3 separate regions of the Zea mays genome follow, and regions 1 and 2 are each linked to region 3. The links are chromatin contacts, called in public Hi-C maps. All regions are on one chromosome and are shown on one strand. Each heading gives the region's core, a stretch centred on a gene start, on an enhancer-like site or on the middle of the called end of the contact. The rest is flanking DNA. Distances are from core to core; before and after follow the strand shown. Region 1 holds the start of LOC100193069 (V-type proton ATPase subunit D). Region 2 holds the start of LOC100275650. Region 3 holds the start of LOC100240697.

The links. Hi-C and Micro-C count contacts between places; a contact is called where the count stands out from the background.
Region 1: a contact with region 3 is called in a Hi-C map of tassel, with 2.6 times the contacts expected there. The contact joins the promoter of LOC100193069 here to the promoter of LOC100240697 in region 3. A contact is called at or near these places in 3 of 25 Hi-C or Micro-C datasets (ear, endosperm and tassel).
Region 2: a contact with region 3 is called in a Hi-C map of ear, with 2.3 times the contacts expected there. The contact joins the promoter of LOC100275650 here to the promoter of LOC100240697 in region 3. A contact is called at or near these places in 2 of 25 Hi-C or Micro-C datasets (ear and tassel).

The regions. Positions count from the first base shown.
Region 1 is chr10:61,121,067-61,124,130 of Zm-B73-REFERENCE-NAM-5.0, forward strand. It overlaps LOC100193069 (V-type proton ATPase subunit D), which reads left to right and starts at 1,663. Exons shown (of 2, transcript NM_001138235.1): 1 at 1,663-2,686. The coding sequence starts at 1,842. The coding sequence ends at 2,651.
Region 2 is chr10:61,046,650-61,049,531 of Zm-B73-REFERENCE-NAM-5.0, forward strand. LOC100275650 reads left to right here and starts at 1,351. Exons shown (of 3, transcript NM_001352589.1): 1 at 1,351-1,510; 2 at 1,592-1,788; 3 at 1,893-2,380. The coding sequence starts at 1,414. The coding sequence ends at 2,054.
Region 3 is chr10:60,894,401-60,897,240 of Zm-B73-REFERENCE-NAM-5.0, forward strand. LOC100240697 reads left to right here and starts at 1,467. Exons shown (of 6, transcript NM_001352184.1): 1 at 1,467-1,531; 2 at 1,632-1,720. The coding sequence starts at 1,684.

The DNA.
Region 1 (3,064 bases), core at 413-2,912, 230 kb after region 3:
TCTCGTGAACTGCAGCGCGGCATCTCGGCGCATGAACCGAGACCAGTCGACCACCGAATGGTGCTCTGCTCCGACCAACAGCATGCACACGGGCTCGTAGGCGATATACGCGATTGAACACTAAATTGCAGATCCACTCAAGATTTCATACCGTGATTCCTGGTTCGACAAATGGTAACGAAGTCTGTCGCGTAGGACAGTTCGGTAAGGCCAAGAGACCTGCCGGCTTGACGAAGAGTTGATGCAGATCTGATTCGGCAGCAACGTCGAGGTAGAGCGTGCTGATAACGTGTTGAGAACTACGTTACCACGGATCACCAGATCCGCTCCCTTTCCTCCCGTCAACAGTAGAGGCGCAAGAAGCTGTAGAGTACCCGTCTCACTTTCCATAAACACGACAGAGGAAACATACGAGACACGATATATGATTGGGCATCTGGCCTCTTTCTGATCTTTGTATTATGAAAGGGTGTACATGTTCCTTATATATAGAGATGTGAGACCACTTAGGAGCAAAGCCAGTATTTGCCCACATAACTCTGACTAGGGTTACTTAACAGCTAACAGATGGGTCCCGCTAGCCAGTGATGGCGCACACGGTGATTCGCGGTGTAGGTGCGAGACACTGGCCGGTTTGGCCCACTGGTCGGCACGCGAAATGATCTTTGGACCGTGCGGCGTGGAGTAAATAGTGAGATGGGCTGAGCTGGGCCATGCTGGTAGGGGAGAGGGGTTGGCTGACTGGGCCGACTCAGGTAAAAAGGGCTCACGAGGCTGCTGGTTGTTTCTCTTTTTCTTTTCTATTTTATTTTCCTATCAAATTAGATTCAAATTCAAATTTTGAATTAAATTCATATAGAGTTCAACCTTCAAGTGAATTTAAGTGCACAAAAAAAATATCCAGAATGAGATGAAAAAATATAATTTTATTTATTCATTTATTTAATTGGATATGCCTTAATGATAAATCACACACTAAGCAAAAAATTATTTCTCCATAACAAAGGAACTACTTAACCAACTTAAATTTACATTTTAGGGTTTACAGATGGATTTTGACTTGATATAGATTTAAACCGACTCAATAACATCCAATTCACATAGATTGAAGAACAATCGAACAACACACTAAGGGGTAAGTAAATGGGGTATGAGAGATGATGCGAAATTCTGCTGCGAAATTCACCACCTTCTCAACGCAAAATTGGCCCACTCCAGTTTTGTGGTCGCGCGTGTGACAAGCAACAGTATCATCGAATTGAGCCCACGGCTCGACCCGCTGTGACCTACCCATCTAGCCACGAGTCGATATTTCTGAACCCAACTAGTTAGAATATTTCCAACAATGTTTTAAATCGCCTTAAATTAAAATATAGGGCTCTACATAGGAAAAAAACTCCAGCAATGCCTTATTTATTAAAATTTGGTCAAAAAGGTACTTTCAAGTGCCTTAAACATACTACATCGTAATAGGCTACCCTATAATCTATATTTGATGCTTTACCGTTGAAGCGGAATGTTTTATTGGTGCCATAAATTTTATAAAATATATTTATTTTTAAATTATAAGCTATTTTTATAAGTCATGTTGTCGTTGGATATGCTCTTACGGCCCAATTATTTTTTCATCTAAAATTTCGCCAATTCTGCTGCAATTCACCACCGTCCCCAATTCCCCATCTCCTCGCCGATCCAACACAACCCCACCTTCACATCAAGCAGTACACCGTCGTGTCCCCGATCCAGCCACACGAGTCGACACTCGACACAGGCCCGCGATCCCCTCCCCCTCTTCCTTCTCCGGATTCGCGGCGATCTAGCCGGCGGCGGGCGGCGCAGCGATGGCGGGGCAAAACCAGCGGCTCAACGTCGTGCCGACGGTGACGATGCTCGGCGTCATGAAGGCGCGGCTCGTCGGCGCCACCCGCGGTCACGCGCTGTTGAAGAAGAAGTCCGACGCGCTCACGGTCCAGTTCCGCGCCATCCTCAAGAAGATCGTCGCCGCCAAGGAGTCCATGGGCGAGACGATGCGCGCCTCCTCCTTCTCCCTCGCCGAGGCCAAGTACGTCGCCGGCGACGGCGTCCGTCACGTCGTCCTCCAGTCCATCCGCGCCGCCTCCGTCCGCGTTCGATCTCACCAGGAGAATGTCGCCGGGGTCAAGCTCCCGAAGTTCACTCACTTCGTCGACCCCGCCGCGGCATCCGGGGGGCCCTCCAACGCGTCTCCGAGCCTTACGGGCCTCGCCCGCGGCGGGCAGCAGGTCGCCGCCTGCCGCGCCGCGCACGTCAAGGCCATCGAGGTGCTCGTCGAGCTCGCCTCGCTCCAGACCTCCTTCCTCACGCTCGACGAGGCCATCAAGACCACCAACCGCCGCGTCAACGCGCTCGAGAATGTCGTGAAGCCCAGGATCGAGAACACCATCAGCTACATCAAGGGGGAGCTCGACGAACTCGAGCGCGAGGACTTTTTCAGGCTCAAGAAGATCCAGGGCTACAAGAAGAGGGAGATCGAGCGCCAGATGGCCAACGCCAGGCTTTTCGCAGAGGAACAGCTCGCCGAGGATCTCGCGCTCAAGAGGGGCATCTCCGTGGGGGCTGCGGCAAATCTGCTGGCTGCTGGAGGGGAGAAGGACGACGACATCATCTTTTGATCGCCTCTTTCCATGCTCATCCAATCATTCAATCGGTGCGTAGAATCATCAAAGCCTTATTCTGGATCTGGTTTTAGAACATCCACAATGTGTTTCCTCTCATGTTTTTTTTTTCTTCTGTGAAGACTGCTGATGTAGTTGCTTTGATTGTACAATATCAATCGTGTATTTCAATTAATTAGTAGATGCATCCAAATTACCTTCCCTAGATGTGTGACCCAAAAGTGTTCATGCCTGTGATAATTCATCTGAATTTTGCTTGACATTAATGTGAACAAGATATGCTAACACAACCACATGGTTGATATTTCCATACATACATGGCATCAGTGTCTCACTTTACATAATGTACAGCATAATAGCTTGCAGATTGGTCGCATTGATTTTATTCCTGCATGCGATAGTTTATTTGA
Region 2 (2,882 bases), core at 101-2,600, 150 kb after region 3:
GATAATATCCGTGTCATTTACATCCAAGTAGAGAGCCAAACAGGGAAGCCCATATGTTATTAGCAAAGTTTGCTTCACGATCGTCATGTATTTCTTTGTTCTTGCTGTGTATGCTGTAGCAACTAGTTGGGCCTCAACGGGTCGGTGGTGGACCCGAAGACTTGGCAACCCAGCTCAAGCCCGTCTCCTCCTCTTGTCAACCGCAACGTTATCCGCATCACCCCCTTCCGTAGGAGAAACGGACTTAGGTGCTCAGCTGACGCCGGTCGCCTCGCAGTGGCAAGTGCCCGCGCGATGCAGCAGATAATCAGCGCCTGCAAGCTGCCTCACACGCAACGGGCCGCCGCGTTCCTGCCGCCGAGGCCATCGCTCAGGCGCCTAGACAGGCCAGGTGACAGATTGCGTATAATATATCTCGCAAGCACACTTCAGTCTCACTCTGTCAAGTGGCACTGCAGTCGGAGTGGCGCAGGCGGCGCTGTCCTTCTGTCAGACCGGTCAGTGGAGCAGCGAAGTGACGGCGGTCACTTCGGCTCTGCCGGGGGGCGCGCGTCAGGATAAAGGTGTCAGGCCACCTTTGCGTTAAATGCCCCTGCGACTCGGTCAGTCGGTGCGGCGATTTAGTTAGGGTTGCTTCTCAACGAAGGCAAGGCCTCGGGCGAGCCGGAGATGTGTCCGCCGTTAAAGGGGGGCCTCGGGCGAGACGGAAATCTCTCGGGGTCGGCTGCCCTTGTCCGAGGCTAGGCTCGGGCGAGGCGTGATCAAGTCGCTCGTATGGACTGATCCTTGACTTAATCGCACACATCAGGCCTCTGCAGCTTTATGCTGATGGGGGTTACCAGCTGAGAATTAGGCGTCTTGAGGGTACCCCTAATTATGGTCCCCGACAGATATGTATATAAATCGGATACGGATCGGATACTGAACACACGGGCTTAGATATGGATCGAATCTCAGCTCTATTAGACCTTGTTCGTTTCTGTCGGATTGGTGGGCCGGAACGAATCCTAACCGGATTGCTTTTCTAATTTATATAAACTTTGATTGAGTGGAACGATTTCGGGTGCAATCCGACACAAACGAACAAGGCCTTAGATGGATCGAATTCAAATACGGATAGATAATATCCGTGCCACTTACCTCCAAGTAGAGAGTCAAACAGCGAAGCCCATATGTTAGCAAAGTTTGCTTCAAGGTCGTTATGTATTTCTTTGTTCTTGCTGTGTATGCTGTAGCAACTAGTTGGGCCTCAACGGGTCGGTGGTGGACCTAAAGACTTGGCAACCCAGCTCAAGCCCGTCTCCTCCTCCTCTTGTCAACCGCAACGTTATCCGCATCACCCCCTTCCGTAGGAGAAACGGACTGAGGTGCTCAGCTGACGCCGGTCGCCTCGCAGTGGCAAGTGCCCGAGCGATGCAGCAGATAATCAGCGCCTGCAAGCTGCCTCACACGCAACGGGCCGCCGCGTTCCTGCCGCCGAGGCCATCGCTCAGGCGCCTTCCAGTCCCAGGTTTAGACAGGCCAGGTGACAGATTGCGTATAATATATCTCGCAAGCACACTGTCCTGACTTCATATGCGATTTTCAGCAGGAGGTGCGCCGCCGCCGCGGCGATTGGTGGTCAGGAGGAGATGCCAGGAAGAGAATAAGCAGCAGCAAGAGGCCGAGGAGGGAAGCGGCGCTGACGAGCAGGAGCAGCAGAAGAGAACGTTCCTGAGCCTGGAGGAGGCCGGGCTGGTGGAGATGTCCGGACTCAGCACGCACGAGCGCTTCCTCTGCCGCCTCACCGTAAGTGCAGACTTGCAGTGACTGTGACTCCGATCGAGACCAGGCGTATATCTGCCATGAGTGATCGAATGGCTGCCATTTGCTCTGTGTGTTTTTTTTTTCAGATATCGTCTCTGAACCTCCTGAGAGTGATCTCGGAGCAGGAGGGCGTCCCGATAGAGGAGCTCAACGCCGGGCGCGTCTGCGACTGGTTCCTCAAGGACAAGCTCAAGAGAGAGCAGAACGTCGGCACCGCCGTCTTGCAGTGGGACGACCCTGGCTTCTAGCTAGTTCCAGCTTCGTTCTGAGCCAATGATCATGCTATTCTACACTGCAGCGCACGCAGGGGCTATATATTTCAGGGCTTCAGGCCCTTCACGGGATGAGCAACCAATGCCACATGTTCAGTAATCTCAGAATTTCAGTTTCAAGAATGGGCGCATCAATCCTGGCCATTCCATTTATATATCTTTCGGTTTGGTTTCATCTTTACAAATTTTCTGTAGCGACGAACATTTTTCCTGTGCGGAAAATGGGAAAGGAATTTACGGGTAAACTGATTTTGGGAGATAGATCGAGTTTCTTGCAAATAAATTCTGTCAGCTCCAATTTATCTCCTCTGATCGTTAATCCGGTTATTCAATCGAAACCAAAGCCGGTTAAAGTTCTCTATAACCGGTACGAATAATCTGAAGGAATATTGTACTCTCTCCCTTCTTTTTTATTTTTCACGTTTTAGTTCAAAAATAAACTAGACGACGACAAATATTCGAGAACGAAGATATTAGTATGGAAAGCGGAGAAGCCGCCGCTGCCCCACTCCCCCCTCTGAGCCCTCTCTCTCCACCTCGACGCTGCCAGAGGGGTTGGCCACAATGCCCACGCAGATCCCATGATAGTGGCGGTGAGGCATCCGCCTTGTTGGCGTCACGAGCATCCAGATCCATGTGGGGAGGGAACTCGCGGCTGGGGCGTGGTCTTGGTGATTGTGGCAGAGCCGTGCACCCACATGGGCGTTGCGGGTGGAGGCATGGTGGCGGTGGTGATGCAGCTCGCGGAGGCTGTTGGCGGTCCGAGCGGATTAGCATCGTGGTCGACCGTTGCAGCCATCTTCT
Region 3 (2,840 bases), core at 217-2,716:
GGTTCAGTGTGTATGCTTGTATTATGATTTGATTGCCTATGTACTAAGTGTTCGAGGTAGCCGATGAATTTTACTTCATTTGAACATTTTAGTCGCAGGTTTGTCTAGCCATGGGTGTGATGTCGAGCATATTTTAGGTGACTCTACATTAATATGATTGTAAGCGACCTATTCAACCCTATGACGCGACCATAACAAACTCAATGAGCCCTTTGTGACCTAGTTAGTGGGAGATGAACTAGCGGAAGACCATTGTGGAACTATTGGAATCCAACTCTAGTTGGTAATCTCAAGGACACGCGTTTGCCTCCCCATGACCATACAAACAATGCGTGGACCGACAACATGAGCACGTGCACGAAAGTTGAATCTCCGGGTTCGTTCTAACCTACTCAATTGTGTTTTAGAGCTTACGTTTGGTGCCATGGATGTTTTAATGATTAAGAATTTTGGAGAGAACCATCAAGAATTTGGGAAAGGCCAAGGTGTCAAGGAGGAGCAACAAGGGCGTCCACAAGAGGAAGGGCATCAAGTCCGACTCAGCTGTGATTCCATCTTGGGTTCTAGGACCAGTCTGCACTAAAATGAATGCCTAGGACACATCTGGACTCTGATTGTGACAGACTTGATATGGTTGGAAAGATAAGAAGATTATCTAACCAACCCAAATGGTCCCACTATAAAATTCATTAAGTGCTGATTTGGTGACCATGGATTACGGGGGGATTGGAGGGGATTGAGGGGGAAATTAGTTTATTTCCCCCTCAATCCCCTCGTGATCTCTTGTCACCAAATCAACCCTCCGAGTCAATGGAAATATTGTCTGTTGGGCCATTGGACCATGTATCGTGTTAGAGCCTATTATGGATAATATTGTCTTTTTGCTAAGTTTTAGCTACTCTAACTCAGTTAATGAATTAACTGTTAGATGAGGTTTAACTAACAATTAGCTAAGATTGCAACGACTGCTATGCAAGCAGTCCTTCATTGCAAGCGTGCAAGCAAATCATCTGGTCCATTAGATCGTGATCCAACCATATGTCACATTTAACACTTAAACCCTTCCACCACCAGCTCAATAATCTTTATAAAAAAACCCCTAACAAACCATGATTATATCTGTGATTAGATCGTAATCTAATGAACCAGATGGTTTACTTGCACGCTTGCAAAGAAGGACTGCTTGCATAGCAGTCGTTGCCGCTAAGATTTTAACTAGGCTATTTAAAATCTTATGGTTAATTTTAGATGCTAAAAATTATGTAGAAAGGGTCAAACATGCCCTTAGCTTGGTGGGGCCCGCAAAGCCAATCCATTCGAGAGCAATCCAAGGAAACCAAGTCTCGTCCCACCTATCCCCGTGGGATTGTGTAGTGGGAAGGGGTACGTTAGCGTTTGCGTGCGCGTAGCAACTCCCCACGCAAAGCCGCCGCCGTTCCCTCTCGTCTTCCCCAGTTCCCCTACGCCGGTAATCCCACGTCCTATCAGCCGCCGATCCAGCCTTGCTTCCATCCATCCATCCATCCATCTCGTGAGCGCCGGCCACCGTCAATCGATTCGATTTGATCGTTCCCCTTCCCCGCGCCTCCTCGTTCCCCTGACCAGTCGCCCCGATTTTTTTTCTGTTCCAGGTCGCTTCTCTCTGTTCCGCGTGCGATCGAGTAGATCAAAAGGAGGAGGAGGATGGCGAGGAGTTCGTTCAAGTTGGAGCACCCCTTCGGTTCGTCTCTCGGGTTTCCGATCCCCTCATCAACGGGGTTAACTTGTTGTTGCTGCTGCTCGTGCTAGGGCCTCGGTCCTCAGGCTAGTACTGGTAGACGCTGCCGCGTGCGGACCCATCCAGCAAACGATCCGTTGAATTTTAATAGGTTAATAAAGCGAAACTTTGTCGGGTATTGGCCTGTGCTACCATGTCAGGGTTTCGCGATCCTGCGGTGGTTAGATTCTTTTGTTTTGGTTTCTAGGTTGAGCTAGAATCTGCAGCTTTGCCGGACTGCTCGTAGTAATCTGTAGCCTGGATTGTTGGAACTTGATGAAGGTTGCGGACTTGCGGTTCAAATTCGCTAGGCTACCCACAGTTTGTTGTTCTGGCTCAGATCAATTATCTGCTTGTTCTGTGGCGGACCTAGAAATCTTAGAGAGCTTGGGCAATTATAGTACTCATACTATAAACATATAGCTTCGCCTAATTTTTAACCATGTTTAAACACGTTTACAAGTTCATTAGCACTAATGGAGGAGTCTGGGCAAGAGCCCAGGCTCGCCTGCACTTGGCAGCGTAACATGAATACATGATCATGTAGAGTTCTTACAAACTCTAGCAACTAGTAAATTCCTTCCTCTGTATTTGGTACTCTTTAGTTGCTAAATTTTCTGGACGCACACGCAACCTGTAACTCTCCAATCTTAGGCTGTACCTACATCCAGGGAATGTGTGGTCTGTTTCTGTGCATGTCTTACCATTAGCTTGTTCTTATTCACCACTTGCCTGTCTCATGTAGATATTTTGGTTTCTTTATACAGATGTACATGTACCCATTCATCTTAGAATCTGCAGGTTTGCCGGACTGCTCGTAGTAATCTGTAGGCTGGATTGATGGAACTTGATGAAGGTTGCGTTTCAAATTTGCTAGGCCACCCACAATTTGTAGTTTGTTGTTCTGACTCAGATCAATTCTCTGCTTGAAGCAGTGGCGGGCCCAGAAATCTTGGGCAAATATAGTACTCACACTATAAGTTTATATAGCTTTGCCCAAGCTTGCCTGCGCTTGGGTCCACTCTTGGCTTGTAGCAGTGTAACATGAATACATGATCATGTAGAGTTTATACAAACTCTAGCA